Linked DNA regions of Bicyclus anynana: region 1 is linked to region 2. A link is a contact called in public Hi-C data. All regions are on one chromosome and are shown on one strand. Each heading gives the region's core, a stretch centred on a gene start, on an enhancer-like site or on the middle of the called end of the contact. The rest is flanking DNA. Distances are from core to core; before and after follow the strand shown. Region 1 has its middle 7.6 kb from the start of LOC112046569. Region 2 has its middle 19 kb from the start of LOC128198777.

Region 1 (6,644 bases), core at 2,371-4,870, 290 kb before region 2:
CAATTACCTACAGGTACTAGTCGTAAATAGGTAGGTTCCTAGGTAGTAAGTAAAAATTAAAATCAATAATTACTTCAACTGTGGCTAATTTCTTCGATTGGTAACAGAAGGGCTGGTTAATTTTCTGCGCAAAGGTTCAGCCTGGCAGTCCAGCGTGAAAATGCAGCCAGTATTCTTGCCACTATTTCACGATAGGCATGATTTATTGATTTATAATATAGTTATTAGGATAAGAAAGCTCAAGTTCTTATTGTATTAGGTATATAAAGGTAGCTGAAAACGACTTTTATTACCATAAATTTCTGATATCTTCGGATTAGCTTATCCAATCTTTATCGTAGGTACTTAGCTAAGAAAAGCGTAGGGTAAATTAATCTGTATAAGAGATACAATGCCACAGCTATTGTTTAAGATACAATACCTACGAGTAGTAGAGTGTAGTAGTAGTGTACACAGTACACACAAATGCACAGACACACGGTAAACCTACATGTCAAGGGTTAAATAAAATTAAAGACAGACACCTATCTACTACAAGAGCAAAAAGGCGGTAGCAATAAATAAGCAAATAAATAAATATGCGCCCACACACGACGCGTGCGCAAAAAATATACGACACCAACGCCATCTGTTAGCGAATGCCATTGTTCAAATATACTTCTGTGTATGTAGAATTATAAAAAAGGATTGAGGTTCAAATGTTAGGGTTAATGGATACTTGCCTACAAACTAAAATTGATAATGTTGGAGATTTAAGAAAGTAAGCACTTTTCATTTAATTATCATTTTTAATGAAACACTACAAGGTCTTCGTCCTTGTAAATTTGGGGTTTAGGGTTCATTTACACGAGCGGTAATTGCTACCGATGACTGTAGTCGACGGCGTCTCGGCGGCAGCCAACAGCAGTCGACTGCCATCGCCTGCTGCCGAGACGTCACTGACTGCCGACTGCCGTTGGCTGCCGCCGAGACGTCACTGACTGCAGTCGGCAGCAGCTGCTGCACGTGTAAACGAACACTAGATCTGGTGAGCCCACCACGTTAAACCAACATGGGTTGGCGAGATTTGATTCTATAACGATCACCATCAGACAGACCAGGGCTAATGTCTTAACGTGATTTCTGTGGCACAGGGTGTAGGTATTTTTAATCCTACACAAGAGTGAGTAGGCATCTCCTAGGCGCGCTCCAACTTAGATCGTATAACTACTTTCCAACAGGCATACCTAATTGTAGTCAAGCGAGAGCATATCTTTAATTAAAAAAACACAACTAATACAAGCTCTACTAAAGGTAGATTTACCCTATCCGGCCCATGATTAAGATTACATAAAGAAATGAATAGTCAATGCGAAGTAGATAGTTCATAATATAATATTTTTGACAAATTTTAAATTTTTCTAGGTATCGTCTTGGCGTTTAGTACTTAGTTTATGAAATTCCTACTTACTACTTATAAACCTATTCTATTCCCTATTAAACCCTGGCTGAGTTTGTTGTGGGCTCTTCGAGGACCAAGGCGCGTTTGAAACCATCGTAACTTTTATTTTATGTTTTCAACAATTATTATCACCATTTTCTAATAATATTTATACCTGACGTTTCGAAAGTGCTTGTAAACTAAACCTGCTTATTTGAAATAAATAAACTTTGACTTTATCTTAATTTTTCGAGATTTTTTTTGGGAACATACCTACCTATAGATATAGCCTAGGCTCTACTATAAATAGGCTTCATTTCAAGTAAGCAGCCAACTGAGTATATTAATTACTTCTTATCTTATAACATCAGTAAATGACAGTTGTGAAATACCTAACCAGCTCGTTCAATTTATTATACATTGACATACTTAGTTTACCCCAGTTAACGCAAAAATTAGTATTACAAAGTATTGCCTACGTATTATGCGATTACTATCTGAGCTAAGTAAGTACAAATTACACGATATTCAAGAACTTATATGAAAACCAACATATTCGTTATATTAGATATGTTAACCTAGATGGCTTAAGAAATTTTCCGTTTTTATCATAACACTAGTTGACGTCGCGCGGTTTTACCCTTGTGGTTTCCGTTCCCGTAGGAATACGGGTATAATACATAGCCTATAGCCTTCCTCGATAAATTTTCTATCTAACACAGAAAGAATTTTTCAAATCGGACCAGTAGTTCCTGAGATTAGCAAACAAACAAACTCTTCAGCTTTATAATATTAGTATAGACTTCGATGGTATAAGTACCTTACAATACGATTACCTCGCAGAAGCCTATTCTTGTTTTAAATATGTAAGTTATAGGTTAGAATTAGGAAACAGACTTCTGATGATCATGTTTTGAAGGCCTCCGTGGCGCAGTGGTATGCGTGGTGGATTTACAAGACGGAGGCCCTGGGTTCGATCCCCTGCTGGGTCGATTGAGCTTTTATAATTTTTTTTTATTCTTTACAAGTTAGCCCTTGACTACAATCTCACCTGATGGTAAGTGATGATGCAGTCTAAGATGGAAGCGGGCTAACTTGTTAGGAGGATGATGAAAATCCACACTCCTTTCGGTTTCTACACGACATCGTACCGGAATGCTTAATCGCTTGGCGGTACGTCTTTGTCGGTAGGGTGGTAACTAGCCACGGCCGAAGCCTCCCACCAGCCAGACCTGGACCAATTAAGAAAACCTCAATCGGCCCAGCCGGGGATCGAACCCAGGACCTCCGTTTTGTAAATCCACCGCGCATACCACTGCACCACGGAGGCCGTCGAAATGGTCCGGCTCCGGCTGGTGGGAGGCTTCAGTCGTGGCTAGTTACCGCCCTGCCGGTAAAGACGTACCGCCAAGGGATTTAGTGTTCCGGTAGGATGTCGTGTAGAAACCTAAAGGGGTGTGCATTTTATCATACTCATAGCAAGTTAGCCCGCTTCCATCTTAGATTGCATCATCACTTACCATCAGATGAGATTGTAGTCAAGGGCTAACTTGTAAATAATAATATTAAAAAAAAGGATAATAGCAAACACTTGATAGTTATCACTCTATTCTACAGTAAAATACTAAATAGCTAAGGTCTCCCTTTTTATCGCAGAGGGTATCAAAAGCTTAGACCCACAAAACTACTACAATTCGGATGTTAATAAAGAATCATTAGGTATATTATCGTTTATAACACATTTGCTCGTAAAGTATCTGTTATTTCAACAATTTTGACATTGTAATGTATCTCATTAAGCACATGTGCCGTAATGTAAAGTAAAATGCACTTGTGCTGTAATGTAATATAAAACCTTTATCAACAGTCTAAAAACGAACGGTACTTTTTTAAACCTTAGCAAAAAGTTTTTATGTGTAGGTATGGCTATAACACTTTCCACCTGTTCGAATCACCAACTGATCATTCCAAAATCAAATAAAATGCTACGTAACAGCTTGGTAACTTGTACCAACCAAACAGTTGTTCCAAATTTAAAATAAATAAGACACCAGCTACCAACCTAACAGGCGTTCTAAATTTGAAAAAAAAAATAAGGAAAATATTCGCGCGTCGCGTTGACCCGTCTACTTAACAAAGCAGTGCGGCCGTTGACCCAACCAACCCCTGACCTTGGAGTATCGTAAACCGTACCGCGTGATGTAACCGTGACTTTACGCTCGTGTGTCGTAGACATAGCGCTGTTTGACGTTGAACTGAACAGTGAACACCCTGTATATAGACTGTAATTTTTTTATTTACTTTTTAGGGTTCCGTAACTCAAAGAAAAAAACGGAACCCCTAAGAGATTATTTTGTTGACTATTGAATAAATATTTAGTCTCAATAGCTCAACGGTAAGAACGGTCGGACTCATCACCGAGGGGTGGTGGTTCGATTCCCGCCCCGTTGGTCTATAGTCGCACGCACTAATACAGTCTTTTCCGATTAGTTAGAGGGGAATACAAATATTGGTCATATTTAAAAAGATATGGCAAATTTTCTTTTTTTTAAATAAGGGTTTTGACAGACTCCCTTTCGGCTATGTATTCAGTAAAAAACGCATATTTCAACACTCTTATGGGAACCAAACTCATAGGGTTGACCTTAAACTATGTTTGGCAAGTAAGGTAGTAACATCGTTATAACTATACCACAAAAGGAATCTCAAAACTGTAATTTGTAATTTAATCTTATAAAACAAGAGTCTGAAATTCTAAAAAAAAACAGCGTACGGAACTCCCGGTAGGCCTGTCTAACTCGCACTTGTCCGGTTTATAATTTTTACCTGACTACGACACGTCTTGAATTGAATGTTACTGTCTTTCATGTTGTCTTTCATACATTCCTCTTACATTTATGCCAGAAATCAAAATGTTTAGTTTTAAAAATTAATGTAACACACAAATTCAAGTACGTATAACTTATAATAATAATTGAGGTATAAATTAATTATTAAACTATCTTCACGTCTCGTCACTAGTCACTTCACTATTTCTTTTCTAAACTCTTAACTAGCGTCTACCGCCCCCTATTCGTTAATTGCGAAACTATGAGCTCGCAAGTAATGAACCACCCGCGAAAGGAAAACTTGAGAAAATCTCCCTCGCAGTCACGTGTGTTACCAACGTGTGGTCCGACTTAGATACGAACCATTTCTAAGCGCACCATATGTGCTGCCATCTCTTAGCGAATAGAAGAATTAGGTTTATGCGTTATTTTACGAGTGAATCGTAACATTATTGCAGTTATTGTTATGGTTACGTGGTTGAACTTTCTTGGCATTCTTACCAAAACTATCTTGTTTGTGGTGATAACTGGGTGTTACTCGTACTTTGTGGGGTTACCTGTAACAAGAATAAAGGATTCTTTAGAAATTGTTACTTAGATACACTTTAAGTAGGTACGTTGTTTTATTTATAGCAAAAAGCACTTTTTCATTAGGTATTAAAAAATCAACGTAAATTGTACTTGTACGTAAGTATTCTAACATATTCACTAACTTTGACATAATTAATTTGTTAGCCACCTAAATATTAACAACAACCAAATTTTTCGTATTCCTTAAAGCCCATTATTAACGAAAATCACAATGTCAACTGTGCACTACTCCACTATGATATCCACGAAGGGTTGTCAGTAGCCACCGGGTGTCAGTTTTTACATATAACCTCATTTTTTACCAGCAGGCTCATTCACTAATGTATGTTAATTGACATAAACGAAATTGAGATTCTATGTCACAAAAGGCATCCTCATATGGTGCCTACCTACTGTCAACCTATGGATACATAGATACATAGATGACATTTTTCAGCTGATTTGATGTTTATTTTAATAAAGGTCAAAATAGTTAATAGCAGTAAGCATTGAATAAATAGTAAGTATAAAATCATGTGACTTAAGAATTACTAACAATAGCTATTTGATAAATATCATATTAAGTTTCCAATTTAATTTTTCTTTATTATACTTCAATTTGTAGTGTCAGTGAATCCAAAATGGCAGCGATTGCGTCATATTGGTAGTACTGCTTTTTAGTGTTGCCAATTCAAAATTAAACATCACTGATTGGAAGATTTTGACGTGGTACAAATTACGAGCTGATCCGATTTACGCAACTCGACTTTGAAATGAAATGAAATGAACTTTATTTGCCATAATACACTTAAATATACAAGATGGTCATGCAAATATAAAGTCATAGTGTATTGCCATATAAATGGCGCGCAAATTTTACAATATATATATAATTGTTTGAGTATATATTACTTACCCACAATCATACAATTGTTTTAATTACGAAATACAATTTAAATTTGAAATAAACATAAAATTATACATGTCAAAACGAAAGTCTACGTCGGAGTACATAAAACATGATAAATAATAATTAAAAAAAAAAAAAACATTTACATCTAGTAGAAAGATGTAGGTAACTGTATAACATATGATAATGCAAAAATGTAATTTAAAAATAGTCCGGGAAGGGTGACACCGCATTTGCGATATTCGATATCGTTCGGGTGACATTTTCGCAAAATCGATAGCGCCCCTTATTGGTACCGAAATGATTGAACATCCTTATCGCGACATTTTTCTAATGGCGCCCGTGTCTGAGACCCTTTTTCTCTTTTAGGGAGATTACACACCCGAACGCAATTTGTCATATTTAACCGCGTGACGTATTCCTCTACGCCGAATTTTCTTTGTAAAATCGTACAGTAAACGGCATTAGTCTATAAACACTTGTTCTTTTGCTGATATAGTAATACTCGATAAATTAGATTCATCATTCTCAACCCATATTCGGCTCACTGCTGAGCTCAAGTCTCAGAATGAGGGTTAGGCCAATAGTCCACTACGCTGGCCCAATGCGGGTTGGCAGACTTCACACACGTAGAGAATTAAGAAAATTCTCTGGTATGCAGGTTTCCTCACGATGTTTTTCCTTCACCGTTTGAGACACGTGATATTTAAAATGCACACAACTGAAAAGTTGTGTGCATTTTAAATATCCACCCTCCGGAATCGGAGGCAGAGGTCATATCCACTGGGCTATCACGGCTCTATAAATTAGATTAACGGATGTCTTTTGTTTCAAAGAATGACCCAAAAATTATTTTTGGTAGATTAAATTTCTTCCGCGTGAAATTTGGTAGTGTTTAGGTACAAATACCTCTGCA
Region 2 (6,241 bases), core at 3,487-5,986:
TCAAAGATAAATTAATATTAAAGTTAAGAGGCGCTCAACTTATAAATGGAAAAAGTACTGACAGTTCGAGTTCATTCATTAAAACTGAAAAGTTTTGAAACGAGGAAATAAAGTTTGTTTTAATATAACGAGGAAAGTATGTAAATGATTTATCTTACTTTGAATAAATTCTTGCAGTTTTCGTATTGACCAAGCTGATACAAACAGTTAGTAATAAGACGGACTGCTAGCGCCATCTAGTGTTGAATAGCTTAAAAGTTTTACATTAAACTATTAATTTTAAAAACCATTAATGATACCTTGTTGAGAAATTCAACAGTTATGTGAGTTCATTAAAAACAAACCCCAAAAGGCAGTGGCAGTTTTATTTTTAGTTTTTACTTCATCATCATCATATCAGCCGATGGACTGTCCACTGCAGGACATGGGCCTTTTGTAGGGACTTCCAAACATCACGATACTGAGCCATCTGCATTCAGCGAATCCCTGCGACTCGCTTGATGTCGTCAGTCCACCTTGGGGGTTGGCCAACACTGCGCTTACTACTGCGGGGTCCCATTCCAGTACTTTGGGACCCCAACGTCCATCGGCTCTTCGACCTATCTGCCCCGCCCATTGCCACTTCAGCTTCGCAACTCGTTGAGCTATGTCGGTGACTTTGGTTCTTCTGCGGATCTCCTCATTTCTGATTCGATCACGCAGAGATAGCTATATAATGTACCACGGCTGTCCCATTTCAAAACCTAGTATGGGCACAGAAAAGATATTACAACCAGTAGTTGGACTTCATACTAGAGGTCGAAACGCGAGCTATACCTACGCTCCTTGAACATGGGGTGATCGTAGGGTGAAGACAGTCGCGACTGTGCCGCGGTGACGAACGAACGCACGGTGTATTAACAGAGTAAAGTGTATTAATAGTATTAGATTTTTTTAATTATGACCAGTAGGAAATACTGGGCCGTTTTTGGATGCATGAATTCAAAATTATCCCATCCAGAGATAACTTTTTTTAAGTTACCTGGAAACTCTGAAAGGTTAACTTTAAAATAAATTTACTTATTAGTAGGTAGGTACATAATCTTGTATTTTTTAATGGATAAGGTATTTCCTTTTATCTCCAGAATAAAGGTAGGTATCTGGATTAGTAAATAAAGTGAATAGAGTAAAGGAAAGTGATTGACACGATTCAAATATGTAGCTATATTCATGAATCACGATACAGTAGGTACGATAAGCTTGTATTAAAACCTCGACTGCTTGTACAATGTATTGTGTGACTGTGCTCGGATCATTTGTGTTTTGTTACCCGACTGCGGCGAAGCCCAAAGGAGGAGTATGTGTTTGAATGTTATGACTTGTTGTTGTATGCGGGCGACGGGAGGAAAGGACTGCGCGGGTGTGAAGTCGTACGCGCTGGGCATCGTTACCCCCCTCCCGGACCGCGCCGACCTTCGGGAGTGTTACAAATTTGCCAAGCACACATACTGATAAATGATATGTCATTAGACTCGTCTAGATAGGCCGAGTGTCACTGGGTAACTTAGTTCTTAAAAAATCAAAATGGCGGATTTTATGCACTTTAATGTGCAAGCTCATAAAACTTTTGCTCAGCTTGGCATTGGTGACAAGAATTTTAACCGACTTCCAAAAAGAATCGTATCGTATTTACAGCGATATTTCCGTCATTTGTAAACCGTTTCTTTTTTGTTTGGATGAATATTCTTTCAGGTTAGTCCCATTTTTTTCATGTCAGGATCTGATAATGGCATCCTAGAGAAATCTAGGGAAACTATCGTATCGTAGGGACAATTAGTGCGTTTGTTCATTGTTTCATTATCTATTTTAAATCACTACAATTTCATGAAGGTATTTATCTTTTTTTTATTTGTTCACGTAGTGTGGAGGTAATACCTAGATGGCATCACCGAAATAAATATGTTTAAGAATACGACCAATCCTTCAAGATCATTGACGTAGTATCAGCCTTAATTACATCAACCAATCAAAAAACACGCATTTTTATTTATCACTTCCCATTTTACTACAATTTACAAAGTATTTTATTTGTTTATATAAAAAAAGTTTATTTACAATCACAAAACTAAGTGGAAACACAAAGTTAGCAAATGTAATTAAATTGCTGCATGCGGGCAGCCCTATGACATGTTTACGTACCGCGCGGCTGTAGGTATTTATTTCAAAAATACGGCCGAGTTATTATACTGCTTGTAATATCTTTACTGTGGTATGGGCTTAAAACTAAATTTTACAAGAGAGCGAAAAAACATAAATGAGGTTAGCCCTTAAAAACTATTTAAGTTAAACAACTAATGAGTTATTGGTTATGTAAAATACAAAATTATGAATGTATAACACTACCTAAATTCTAATTTTAGTGTATATTACAAGTTTTATAGCCCTTACTAAGATTAATTATTGACCCGCTACGGTAAATATGATGTAGTAGTAGTAGTAGTAGACTTTCATTGGTCCAATCTAGTTAGATTTTTGGCAACACTAACAACTACATAACTAGATAAAACCTGCAAATACTTGTGTACACATTGGGAAATTTTACTTCACGAGAAGTACCTACTGACATCATAATAATATAGAACAGGATTTAATACCTACCAGTAAAATAAGAAAAAGACAATAGGGCATAAATCATGTCTTAATGACTTAGTATGCCACCTGCACCTATATACAGGGTGTCCCGTAGATATTACGACATATTGCACAAGATGATAACTGACATCAAGGCCTTCTTTTTTTTTATTCTTTACAAGTTAACCCTTGACTACAATCTCACCTGATGGTAAGTGACGATGCAATCTAAGATGGAAGCGGGCTAAAAAATTAAGAGGAGGATGAAAATCCACACCCCTTTCGGTTTCTACACGACATCGTAACGGAACGCTAAATCGCTTGGCGGTACGTCTTTGTCGGTAGGGTGGTAACTAGCCACAGCCGAAGCCTCCCACCAGGCTTACTAAAATAACGCAATACTCGTTTATGTAGGTGTAGTAGCCGAAATTTTACGGTTTTTAAATTATATAGATATTTGTGCAAAATACAAAAAACAATTATAGTACATACGACTGCATCATCACTTACCAGGTGATATTATAGTCAAGGGCTAATTTGTAAAGAATAAAAAAATACGACATATTTTACAAGGCGATAGATGAAATCAAGGCCTACTAAAATAACGCAATGTGTATTAGCCGAAATTTTACAGTTTTTAAATTATATTGATTTTTATACAAAGTACAAAAATCAATTATATTATAAAAAAAAAATTAAAATTTCGGCTAACATTATAATAATGCATTTAGTAGGCATTGATGTCATCTATCACCTTGTAAAGTATGTCGTAATATTAAGGGGACATCCTGTATATATGACTAAAGTAACATCAATGTTGAACGATTTCTTAGGATCAAATGCTATTTTCTGTAGCTCACGTGCTAAGGCGAAGTCGTAAAGGTTTAATGTGTGGGAGAGGCTGATTAATTAAAGCTATTGGTTATCGTAACCCACCCAGACTGATAGTGATCCCTGATAGTGCTGGGTTCATCGCATTACTTCACCAAATTAGAATTAGTACAGTTTTATCAAACCCGCCCCGCGGTTTTACTTGCATAGTTCCCGGTATCGTTGAAATACTGGGATAAAATTTAGCCTATGTTATTCATTAAAAACGTAGCTTTCTAATGGTAAAAGAATTTTAAAAACCGGTTTTGTATATCCATTACCCAACTAAATAATATTAGTATTACGAAGCACATGTCCAAAAGTAAGACATGACTAAGTTAAAAATAATATCTATTGAATAATTTTTAAAAATTTAATTTTTAATCTGCCAATTTTAAACTATGTGCTAAACTTTTAAACGTAGTTTTAAGAAAAGCATAATAGGTACGATGAATATTTTGATTGGGTATAGATGCTTGAAGGCAAAGATTTACTTTCACAGGAGGAGTCGGTACGAATAATTAATTTATAAAATTTGCCGAACCAGTGGTAATCACTAAAACAAACATGAGGTATTTATTTACTAGAGAGTAGTGTTTGTAAACTAAAAATTAAATAAATTTAATATTGTGCTATTTATTTGCAAAGTTGCATTTAGTAAAGTTGGTGTATTTATACTACAAACCCTTGAAAAAAAATTACCTGTAAAATGAACCAAAATGAATAACGCTAAGAAGGCTGTTACTATATTAGAAAATAACTCTGAGCACTATGCCGTCACTTCTGAGCGGTACATGTGAGTATGATGATTAAAAATAAATGTCGAAAAATCTAGTGCCGTGCTAAAGTAACCGCAAATCAGTACAAATTTTTATTTCCTCGACTGTTGCAGACGCAATATAGGTCATTTATTACTATGCGACATTTGTGTAATTCCTTTTGTAGTCTATATTTTATTCAGATGCTACTTATGAAGGATATTTAAACGGTGTCAATATAAAAATACTCAGAGGACATTACTTTGACAACGCATTCAAAACATGTGATTTCCTTCCCCGATAGTAACTCGCACTCCTTTGTTAGAGTCCCCGAAAAAGATTTCCTGCACCGCTATGAAGACATATTGCTTTTCGCGTTTTTGAACTCGCGCTCTTGACGCGTATTTACGTATTCACACTCGCATTACTAGTTGTACGTTCGAGATGAGAGGCGAGCCTGTGTGAAGCGGGCTTGTATGCGTTAGCTTAACGATACCACTGTATGTTGCACCTTTAAACCTCCCGCGTGTCTATGCAAACGAGGCTGGAGTACGGATGACGTATGTAAGCACAGGGATCTCGTTGTATTGGTGATTTGCGACGTAGGCTTTGCCGTATGTGTGCGTGTGTTGGTATGCCAGTCGCCTCTAGGCGCGCTATAGATGGGGGTGGGCTGCCCAAGAGGATGGGGTATAAAGGAAAACCATTTACATTTGAGCGATTCGTCCAATTTAAAATTCCTACAAGATAGCTTAGACACGGGTGCCATTCTTTTGAAGAGGCGAGCATCATGCAAGGGACATTTCTCTGTTATTTCTTCGAGTTGTTTGGAATGGAGTTTTACTTTTTAAAAGGCATTTTTAACGAGCTAATCTATTCGCATTTTGTAAAAGTAGACATGTAATATTTCTAAAAAAAATATGGAGGATTCAGATAGAAAGCGATAGCAACGGAGCGTCGGTTATGAATATGAATCTAGGGTACGAGAATCGGTCTGGGAGCGTTCCATCAAAACGTCATAGGTCGCACTCAGGACAAATTTGCTCGCTTGGCCACGTCCCGCGTTTTACGAGCAATGCCGAAGATTCAGCACCCAAGGGAGACATTCGGCCTCCAAAAACTTTACCCGTTACAAATTTGTTTTTTTTTTTGCCTTATCTGCTCCCCGCGCTTTTGGCAAACCTAATTCCGTATTCAAAAATATTTCTGCAAGTATTGTGTTCGTACAGAACGAACATTTTATTGCCGTCCATATAACGTTTCAAAAGTTAGTCAGTTTCGACCGCGTTCCTTCGATATTCTTTCGAGTGTCTCTTGTCTTTTTTTATACCAACACCAATTATTATTATTGTTTGATAACTTTTTGTGCTTAATGGTTTTATGGTATTATACGGTTATAGATTGCGTGACATTAATATTCCAAGTTTTTTGGGTTATACGGTCTTCTGTCATAATTAGCATACCTACTGTTTTAGTTAGGTAAATTTATATTTTCATAATTTCATTGAACTTCAATTCTTTAATTCTAAGTAGGGATGCTAGCTATATTTTGTAGTACATCTATTGACTATTTCTATAATTTGAATTTTATGACTTTCAAATGTTTTTATTTCAAGTGTGGATGCTATATCTAATGAGCATTGTCTGTTTTGATCTGTCTTCTCTATCGTAAAAAAGGTACTAGCTAGTTTGCAAAAACCGCTGATTAAATAAACATGTGACATTTAAATTAGAAATTAGTTTTTCCCCTGTTACCATTGGACTATAAATTTCATCATCATCAGTCTACCATAGCCAATTAGGATGTCTCTCTATAGAAGAAAGGAAGGGCTGGATGGAACCCACCATGCCGTTCTAGTGCGAGTTACATAATATAAAAAAGAATACAAAAACCGAGAGCTTAACGTGCTCTACAAGGCACGGGGATGTAACACCATCGACCTCCCAACTCTGGAATAAGAATTTTTAACTAAAACCCCGACAGGAATCGAACCGATGACCTC

Evidence for each region. Hi-C and Micro-C count contacts between places; a contact is called where the count stands out from the background.
Region 1: a Hi-C map of whole body shows a contact between it and region 2, with 5 times the contacts expected there. The contact joins two enhancer-like sites. A contact is called at or near these places in 2 of 2 Hi-C or Micro-C datasets (whole body and whole larva).

Annotation. Positions count from the first base shown.
Region 1 is chr15:5,186,032-5,192,675 of ilBicAnyn1.1, reverse strand. No RefSeq gene overlaps it. Among protein-coding and RNA genes, the nearest start is that of LOC112046569, 7.6 kb to the left of the region's middle. Within about 2 kb of position 3,620, at least 5 of the 8 cell types and tissues checked have open chromatin away from gene starts, as enhancers often do.
Region 2 is chr15:4,892,671-4,898,911 of ilBicAnyn1.1, reverse strand. No RefSeq gene overlaps it. Among protein-coding and RNA genes, the nearest start is that of LOC128198777, 19 kb to the right of the region's middle. Within about 2 kb of position 4,736, at least 2 of the 8 cell types and tissues checked have open chromatin away from gene starts, as enhancers often do.